Regions from separate parts of the Rattus norvegicus genome. Here region 2 is linked to region 1. Evidence: chromatin contacts called from public Hi-C data. All regions are on one chromosome and are shown on one strand. Each heading gives the region's core, a stretch centred on a gene start, on an enhancer-like site or on the middle of the called end of the contact. The rest is flanking DNA. Distances are from core to core; before and after follow the strand shown.

Region 1 (4,212 bases), core at 912-3,411:
TGTGTAGTGTGTGCAGTGTGTGTAGTGTGTATATGTGTGGTATAGGGGTGTGTATGTATGTGCAGTGTGTGTGAAGAATATATATGTGTGTGCAAAGTATGGGTGTAGTGTGTGGTGTGCAGGTGTGTATATGTATAGTATACGTGAGTGTGTGTATTGTGTTGTGTAGGGGTGTGTTTATTATATGTGTGTGTGTAGTGCGTATCTATAGAGTGTTGTGTGGTATGTGTGAGAGTGTGTGTGTAGAGTATGTGTATGTGTGTGTGTATGTGGTGTGTATGGTGTGTGTAGTGTGTATGCATAATGTGCGTGAGTATGTGTGTGATGTGTGTAGTGTGTGTGTGTATGGTGTATGTGGTATGTGTATAAATGTATATGAGTATATGTGTAATGTGTGTGGTGTAGGGGTGTGTGTGTATGAGTGTATGTGTGACTATGTGTGTGGTGTGAGTAGTATGTGTGTAAGTGTGAGTATGTGTGTAGTGTGTGGTGTGTGTGAATGCTTGTAGTGTGTGTGTATGTGAGTATGTATGTGAGTGTGTGAGTGTGCATGTGTGTGTGGTGTAGGGTTGTTTGTATGCGTACTGTGTGAGTGTGTGTGTAGTGTGTATAGTGTGTGGTGTGTGTGTGTATAGGGTGTGTGTATATGAGTGTGTATATTTGTGTATATACATGGGTGTGTGTATAGTGTGTGTAGTGTGTGCGTGTATGTAGTGTGGTGTGTGGGTGTGTGTGTGTGTGTGTGTGTGTGTGTAGAAGGGGTCAGGAAAACCAGTTCCCTATCTGTGGCTCTTTCTAGGTTGTATCAGTGCTTATGAGTCTTTCTCCTCCCTTCTCCTTTATCCTCTTTTGTCCTGACTTAACCCATAGGTCCCTCTGGATTATAGAAACATTGCCAGAAATTTAGTCTCAGTGTCTGTCTGCCTTTAAATTGCTGCAGTCTTTTTTTCTTCCAACCCTTGGGCGCCCTCTCCTGCCAGAAGTTTGTTAAAACCTTCGGGATTCAAAACCAACCTACAAAAACCAATCATTTTCAATATACTACTAATGAATTTGCTAAAAAATACTATTCACAATGAAAACATAAAACACCTAAGAACAACCTTATCCAACGAGGTGAGGACTTTCAAACACTGAGGAGGACTTGAAGAAGACCCTAGAAATGTTCTGGCAGAATCAATATTGTGAAATGGCTCTTACCAAAAGAAATCTATAGATTCGATGCAATCCCATCAAAACCCTGATGACATTCTTCACAGAACTAGACAAAATCCTAAACTCAAACTCATTTGGCACCACAAAAGACTCCAAGAGAGCAAAAGCAAACCCAGGCACAAAGAGTAGTGCTAGAGAAACCATAGCACCCGATCTCAAATCACACCAGAGCCACAAGGACAAACCAACACAAAAGCAGAGACAGACCAGTGGACTAGCAGTGAAGACACATGCATAGACCCAGCTGCCAGGTTTTTAACACAGGCACCAAAAGCATATACCAGAGGAAGTCAGGCTCTTCAATAACCATGCTGGGGAAACTGGATAGGACACGCAGAACAAAATTAAATAGATTTCTCTCTTACCCTGCACAAAATTGAATAATGGATTTAAAGGCTTTAATTTAAGACCCAAAACTCCAAAAATGTTCAAGAAAAGATGTAAACAAAACACTTCATGATGTATGCACAAGCAAGAAGTTTCTAAAAATAACTCTAATTGCTCAAGAAATAATTCCAAGATTGACATGTGACATTGCGTGACATTTAAAAGCTTCTGCAAAGGAAATAATCAGGAGAATGAAGAGAAGGTCAACACAATGGGAGAGAATCTTTGCCAACTACCCCACTGGACAAGGAGTTAATATCTAGGCTGTATAAAGAACTGCAAAAAAAAAGTCATCTACTCAATACTTTTAAAAGTCTTCAACATTCTTGCCCATGAAAGAGATACAAATTGAAACTGCTTTAAGAGTTCATTTTACTCTGCTCAAAATGGCTACCATAAAGAAAACATTGACATCAAATGCTGGTGAGGAAGGCGGAGTGTAAACTAGGGTGAAAATTCCTCAAAAAGTAACAGGGCACTAGTTCTCCAGCTATCCCACTCCTGAGTGTTTACCCAAGGACTCTAAGACAGCATACCACAAAGACAGTCACATGTTCATAGTCGCTGCCATTCACAATATCCCGAGCCAGCCTAGATCCCCGATGAATGAGTAAAGCCATGATGGAACTTTATTCACCCCTAAGGAAAATGAAATTATGACATCTGCGGGAAAATGGATGGAAAAGTATAGTGAGAATTCTGGAATTTGGGGTTCTTTTAAAAACACAGAAATATTATAGGAATGTGCTTTCGTTTTAATCCCAGATGTGGGGCTGCTTCAGACTGTCCACAGCAGCTGATGATGATTCATTTATCTCATGCTCTAGCGGAAGTGTGGTTTTACTGGGTGCAGATAATTTGTGAGGGTGTGTGACATTTAGAATTCTGGGAACTTTTCAGAGGGTACACAAATAGAGATGGGGGTGGGTGGTGGGCAAACAGAGGTGGGGTGTGGGTGTTGGTCTTTCAAGGGAGTTACTGCAGTTCATTAGCAGGCATGCTCAAAGGAGAAACAGACGTGGAAATTAGATTCGAGGATCTCTATCTTTCTCTCTCCCTTCTCCACTTCTCTCCTATCTGGTGTTAGGAGGTGAAACAGGGGAATCAAGGGTGGGAAAAAGAAGAACCCACAAAGTAGCAAAGACCAGGTTACAGAAGAGCATTATGTTAAATAAAATAAACCATCAGAGAGACCAACAAGTTTTTAAAAACTTTGTATGTGGAATAGAGGGTTAAAAAGAGAGGGAGTGGAGGGGAAAGAGAGGGAGGGGAGGGGAAAGAGGGGTGTGTGTGTGTGTGTGTGTGTGTGCATGTGTATGAACATGTGCATGTGCGTGAACATGTGTAATGTGTGTACATGCATGTGTATATGTGTGTATGTGTGCACATGTGCACAGGAGAGTGTGTACATGTGTGTATGTGTGTGTACATTTGTATATGTGTGTGAACATGTGTGTATGTGAATGTGTATGTAGTGTGTGTGGCTGTGTGTTGAGTGTGTATACATGTGTGTGAGTGTGCCTGCTTGAGAGACACGTAAGTAGAAAGGGGACTATGAGAGGAGTCAGGGAGGTCTAAAGGGAAGGAGAGATGAATGGAGAAGGTAGTGAAATATGTGTCATGAAAGCAGAAGGCAGCATCTGGGGGAATAAAGGGACAGCAGGAGAGGAGGAGCAGAGGATGGAAGTGGAATAAGAATAAAATATAAGGACATGTATAAAAATGACCCAGTGAGACCCATTTCTTCATATGCTAACCTCCCCCGCCTCCCCACAAAAAAAAAAACCCTTAAAGCCTTTAGCATTCTAGAGCCCAGAGACTACAGCCAGTTCCCTCCCTGTTAGGCTTCGGCCAAGCCCTCAAACTCCATGAACCATCCTGACAGACATCAAATGGGAAATTAAACACCATGGGAAAGACGATCTTTTTGGATAAAGCACATTAGGATTGAAAAGGTAAGTGACACAACAGAGACGAGAATGAAGTTTAGCCATGGTGGTCAGGGCTGGGAGGAGACATGGAAGGAATTTCCCTCCCACCTCCTTTTCTTCACCCTTTCCCAAGATTTATGAATATCTGGGGAAGCCGCATTCATCTACTTTCCACAAATAGAAGGAAGCAAACGAGTAGTGCCAAGAAGCTCCCTGGGCTCAGAAGAGAAGCAGAGGGTTCAAAATCTACACTCACTTGTTTTCCTCGACACTTAGAAGTGGGCCTCTCTGCCAGAGCCATGTACCGTGTCGACTCGAGTCAGACTCCATAAATCACATCCTCCCGCCACCCTGACTTCTTTCTCCACAGGATCATTCTCTCAGCTTAGAGGATGCTCAGTGGAGCAGCATGTGGCTCAGAAATACTGGAATGAAAGATTAACTGTTGCTGCCTCTTGCTTCTGAAGGTCTGTGAAAGGGCACACACACACATACAATACACACATATAAACAACACACACACACACAAACACATGCTCTCACACAGCATGTACACTTATACACACATACACAATACACATACATACCAACACGAAACACATGTTCATATATAACATATACACAAAACATTCATATACAACACACACCCAAACACATGCTCATACAGATACACAGAAAC
Region 2 (4,212 bases), core at 1,061-3,560, 110 kb before region 1:
TGCACCATATCTGCCTGGATGCTGCCATGCTCCCTCCTGATAATGGACTGAACCTCTGAACCTACAATTAAGTGTCCTTAAGAGTTGCCTTGGTCATGGTGTCTGTTCATAGCTGTAAAACCCTAAGACACACCCCTTCTTCCATAAGTTACTGTTGACCACGATGTATTATCACAGCGATAGAAAAGTAATGGACAACCAAAGTCTTTCTGTGGGTTCCCAAAACATTCCCAGAGCCAGGTATGGTGAGGTATTTGGGAAGAGACCAGAAAATCTAGGCCAAGTCTCTGGTCTCATCAAGCACTCAGTTCAAAGTGGGGAACAGAAATCAGAATGGACATTTATAGGCAAGAGAAAGGGTGGGAGACAACGAGTTTGCGAAATGACTCATAGCTGTAAGAAATGTGCTAAGGAAAGAGACTGTGACTTTTAGATCAGGTAGCGTTTCATGTGTGCGATGGCCAGTCTCTAATGTCAACGTGATGAAGGCTAGAATCACCTCTAGATGGACCTCGGTACACACCTGTAGGGAATTATCTTTATTATATTAAGGTGGGAAGATCTGCCCACTGTGGGTGGCACCATTCCCTAGTCTAAGATCCTGTATAAAAGGGAGAAAGTGGGCTGATCACATGAATTCATCATTGTCTAGCTGAACTGTAGTTGGATGTGACCAGCTGCATAAGTTTCTGCTGGCGGTGACTTCCCAGCCATGATTCTTCTTGCTCTCGAACTATAAGCCGAATACACTTTCTCTCTCAAGTTATTTTTACTGGGTATTTTATCAGAAAAAGTAAGGTGGGTCTTTTAATATGTGGCATCCCAATAGGTGGCAGTGGATGGGGTATTCCACGTGAATAAACCAAGACAAGAAAGCCTGAGGGTGTGCAGTAATTGGTCCTAGGATGTATAAGAAAGCAAGGTGAGCCAGCCAAGGGGAGCAAGCCAGTAAGCAACATCCCTTCCGGTCTCACTTCAGCTCCTCTTGGAGTTTAGACTTCACTTTCCTCAGTGATGTTCTGTAATCTGGACTGTGTAATCCAAATAAACCCTTTCCTTCCCAGGATGCTTTTGGTCATGGTGTCTATCCACAGAGACAAAAAGCAGACCGGAACAGGAGACATCAGAAGACATAACACACATATTCTATTTGTTGGCATCTGTGAGAATGCCACAGGCATGCACAAGAAGTAATACAAGTGGCCACCCCTAGACAGTAAGGCCAGGCTCAAGGGTAGAGGGATGATACCTTTGAATACAGCTCCTGTTGTGTACCCATGAAAAAGTTATTTTCCCCAAGACTACAAGGTTACACAAAATAGAAAGGATGAGTTGGAAGCTAACTAGGAGAACACACAAACATGTCTAAGGGCTAACAGGATTTGGGGTTAGCACAGACAAAGAAGGATTCCTGGGAAGTTAACAGACATTAACTTCCCTAGGAAAACTCCAGGAGAAAAGTGAGGTTGGAGGTAGCTAGAATATGGCCACATTCAGGTGAGTGTTCCTCATGAAAGTGGTTGCAGCACCCATGGGTGGGCAGCGCTAAGAGACTGAATAAGGAGAAAGCATGATTCAGAAGTCAGAGGCCGGAGGAACCTGAAGAGGGAAAAGAGAACTAGCCAAAGGGCGAGGCAGAGAGAGGAAGGTGAAGGTCCCCAGGGAACAGAGCGTTTCCAGGGGACTAGTGGTCTCCTGGAGTCTCCTGAGTAAGGACTGGGGACAGAATGGAGTTTGAAGATCCAAAGGAGAAGGAAGGCATCAGAGATCAGGATAGATCCAGTTAAGCCAGGGGCTTCTCTCCCTCCTCCCTCCGATAGGCTCACTGCTCATGGGAGGTTCTAAGCGACACAGAGCTCTTACAGGGCTGGGGGAAGGGGCTTTTAGACAACCTAATCCAGCAACTGCTGTGTAGAGTGGAAACTGAGTCAGGCAGTCTCAAATAGCTTCTCTGCAAAAATCTGTTTACACTTCAGGGAGGAAATCGCAACTTGATCTCACATTGTTTTCTGTTATTCACACATCAACGTAGACAAAATTTATGCCCAACAGCACAGTGTGTAAACAACTACTCAGGCATTAAAGGGTTCTTTCTGAGCTTTTTTTTTTTTTTCAGTTTCCTGGGAGGGAGGGAGGAAGAGCAGAGCCCAGGAAAGCAAGGAGAGATAGAAACCACTCTAGCTACTTTTACTCCCCTTTAAGGCTGCCTGGTTACAGTCCTGGGAAAGAAAACCCCTGTATTCCTCCCCTTTAATTGGGTTTATTGTTAAAGCACTGGGGCAGCTAATCCTCACAGACCTGTAGGAGCAGGCTCGCTGGCCAAGATCACAGACTGGAGCACCTTTCTTGTGAGCCCCTGGGTAAGACAGCCTGTTTCTTCTCTGGTCTCTGGGGAGGTTATCTTGTTGACACGGAGGAGAGGGAGAGGGATTGAAGACTCACCTCCTTTCAGCCCCTGTCAGTCTCTCCTGGCTCTTCTAGTCTCAAGGGTAAGTTGTAGCGGAAAAAGAATGAGGACCTGATAGGTGCTTCCTGGGGAAGATAGCTGATCATTCCTCCTGAGCTGGCCCAGGAGAACCTTCTGCATTTATGGCATAGACAGGAATAGAAGAGCATTGTAGCCAGTGAGATAGATCCTGGGTGTTGCTGAGAATGGGAGGGGGTATCAGGACCTATAGCCCCTAAGCATCCCTCTTCCAGATCACCCTTCATCCTTTACCTCTGGGTCCTAACTCACCTATCAAAGGAGAAGGCTCACCCAGCCCACAGTAGCATCCTTGGTGGGGATGGATAGATAGCTTATGGGTACAAAAGCCATGGTAAATAGCCTGTGGCTGCTCTTCAAGCTGGGGAAGAGATGGCCTCAGGCCTTGCAGCAAGCAGGGTCTCTATGGCAGGGCTCCTTCCCACCCCTGCTGCTGTATTAAGATGCAGGACACAGACAGAAGCTGAAGCTGTCAGTCATAAGCAACTCCCTTCACCTTCCCCAGGGGCTCATCCGCCCCTGGAGTCTAAACTTCCCCAGTACGGCTCTGTGGGGTACTCAAGAGTAGGTTTGGATTTGCCACCCACCCTAGCCTCTTCTCTCCACGTTAAGTTTGACGCACAACATTAACCCTGAGACTGGAGGAGGTGGCTGCAGGGCCAGCTGCAGTGTGAGCCTGGCCAGCCTCCTGCTCTGGAAACAGAAAACCGATAGGGAGGACAATCTCTGAGTTGGGTCAAGAGGGTCAAGCAGGTTCTGTCTCAGGTAAGGAATCTGTGCCAGATCACAGAGCACAGTTGGAATAGAATCATCATTCCTGTGGACCTGGGCTAAGCCGGGGCCAAAGATGAGACCCATGTCTGAAACAGACCAGAGTATAAAGTGCTTAGTAATAGCTGATACTGGCACACTTTGCAGTTGGCAATGGGCCTTTAATTCATCCAGCGATGGACTAGTTGTCTCCCCCGACCCCAACACACTTAGTATATAGAGAAGTAAGGTGATTTCCTGCTTGCTATAAAGCCAGCTGCCGCTGGCAACCCTTGTGTCCTGGCAGCCTTGAACACCAGTCCTTTCCATGTTGCTCCTGTGTGTGTGTGTGTGTGTGTGTGTGTGTGTGTGTGTGTGTGTGTGTGTAAAAAGAGTACTGTTTAAAGATGAGAAGAACTTTGGAAAAAGCCTGAGGGCTGAAGAAGCAAAGGTTTAAGATGGATCCAGGAGCAGCGCAGGCAAGAGACACTGGTCCCCAGCTTCAACAGTGAGAATTTGAACACTGTAGGAGACTCAGTCTTTATGGGATCATTGAAGCCATGTGTCTCCCAGGAATAAGTCAGGTGCTATGCAGCATGGCAGTGTCATAAGGAGGAAGGAACAGTATCCCATCGGCCACCTCCAGAAAAGAGGCAACAGGTCCTGTGGTACACTGACAAGGACACTGGGAGCCTTAGAATTGGACTTAAAGCCCACTACAGCCACATGCTATCTGTTTGATTTAGGGCATTTCCCCCTGAACGTTGTTATCCACCAGTATCTCAGCTATAAAATGGTGTAAGGTAGCAGGGAATCCACAATAGGGATCATACCTGCAAAATGTCTAGTACTGCCCTGCCTAGGGGCTCAGTCCTTCCCTGATTATCCCCTGAGACATGGGAGCAATTCTGGCTAGAAGGAAGCAAAAAGCCTCCCTCTCTAAAAGGAGGGCTCTTGTCTGTTCCCTCTCCCCCATA

What was found. Hi-C and Micro-C count contacts between places; a contact is called where the count stands out from the background.
Region 2: a contact with region 1 is called in a Hi-C map of the A7r5 cell line, with 3 times the contacts expected there. The contact joins the promoter of Camk1g here to the enhancer-like site in region 1. A contact is called at or near these places in 12 of 12 Hi-C or Micro-C datasets (the A7r5 cell line, the Rat2 cell line, Schwann cells and 7 more) and 1 of 1 datasets of contacts at active chromatin or transcription factors (oligodendrocytes).

The regions. Positions count from the first base shown.
Region 1 is chr13:107,316,565-107,320,776 of GRCr8, reverse strand. It overlaps a transcript of Hsd11b1 not described here. Among named protein-coding and RNA genes, the nearest start is that of Hsd11b1, 15 kb to the right of the region's middle. Within about 2 kb of position 2,161, at least 9 of the 93 cell types and tissues checked have an H3K27ac peak or open chromatin away from gene starts, as enhancers often do. A contact at or near this core is called in the A7r5 cell line, where this site is marked.
Region 2 is chr13:107,428,328-107,432,539 of GRCr8, reverse strand. It overlaps Camk1g (calcium/calmodulin-dependent protein kinase IG), which reads left to right and starts at 2,310. Exons shown (of 13, transcript NM_182842.1): 1 at 2,310-2,360.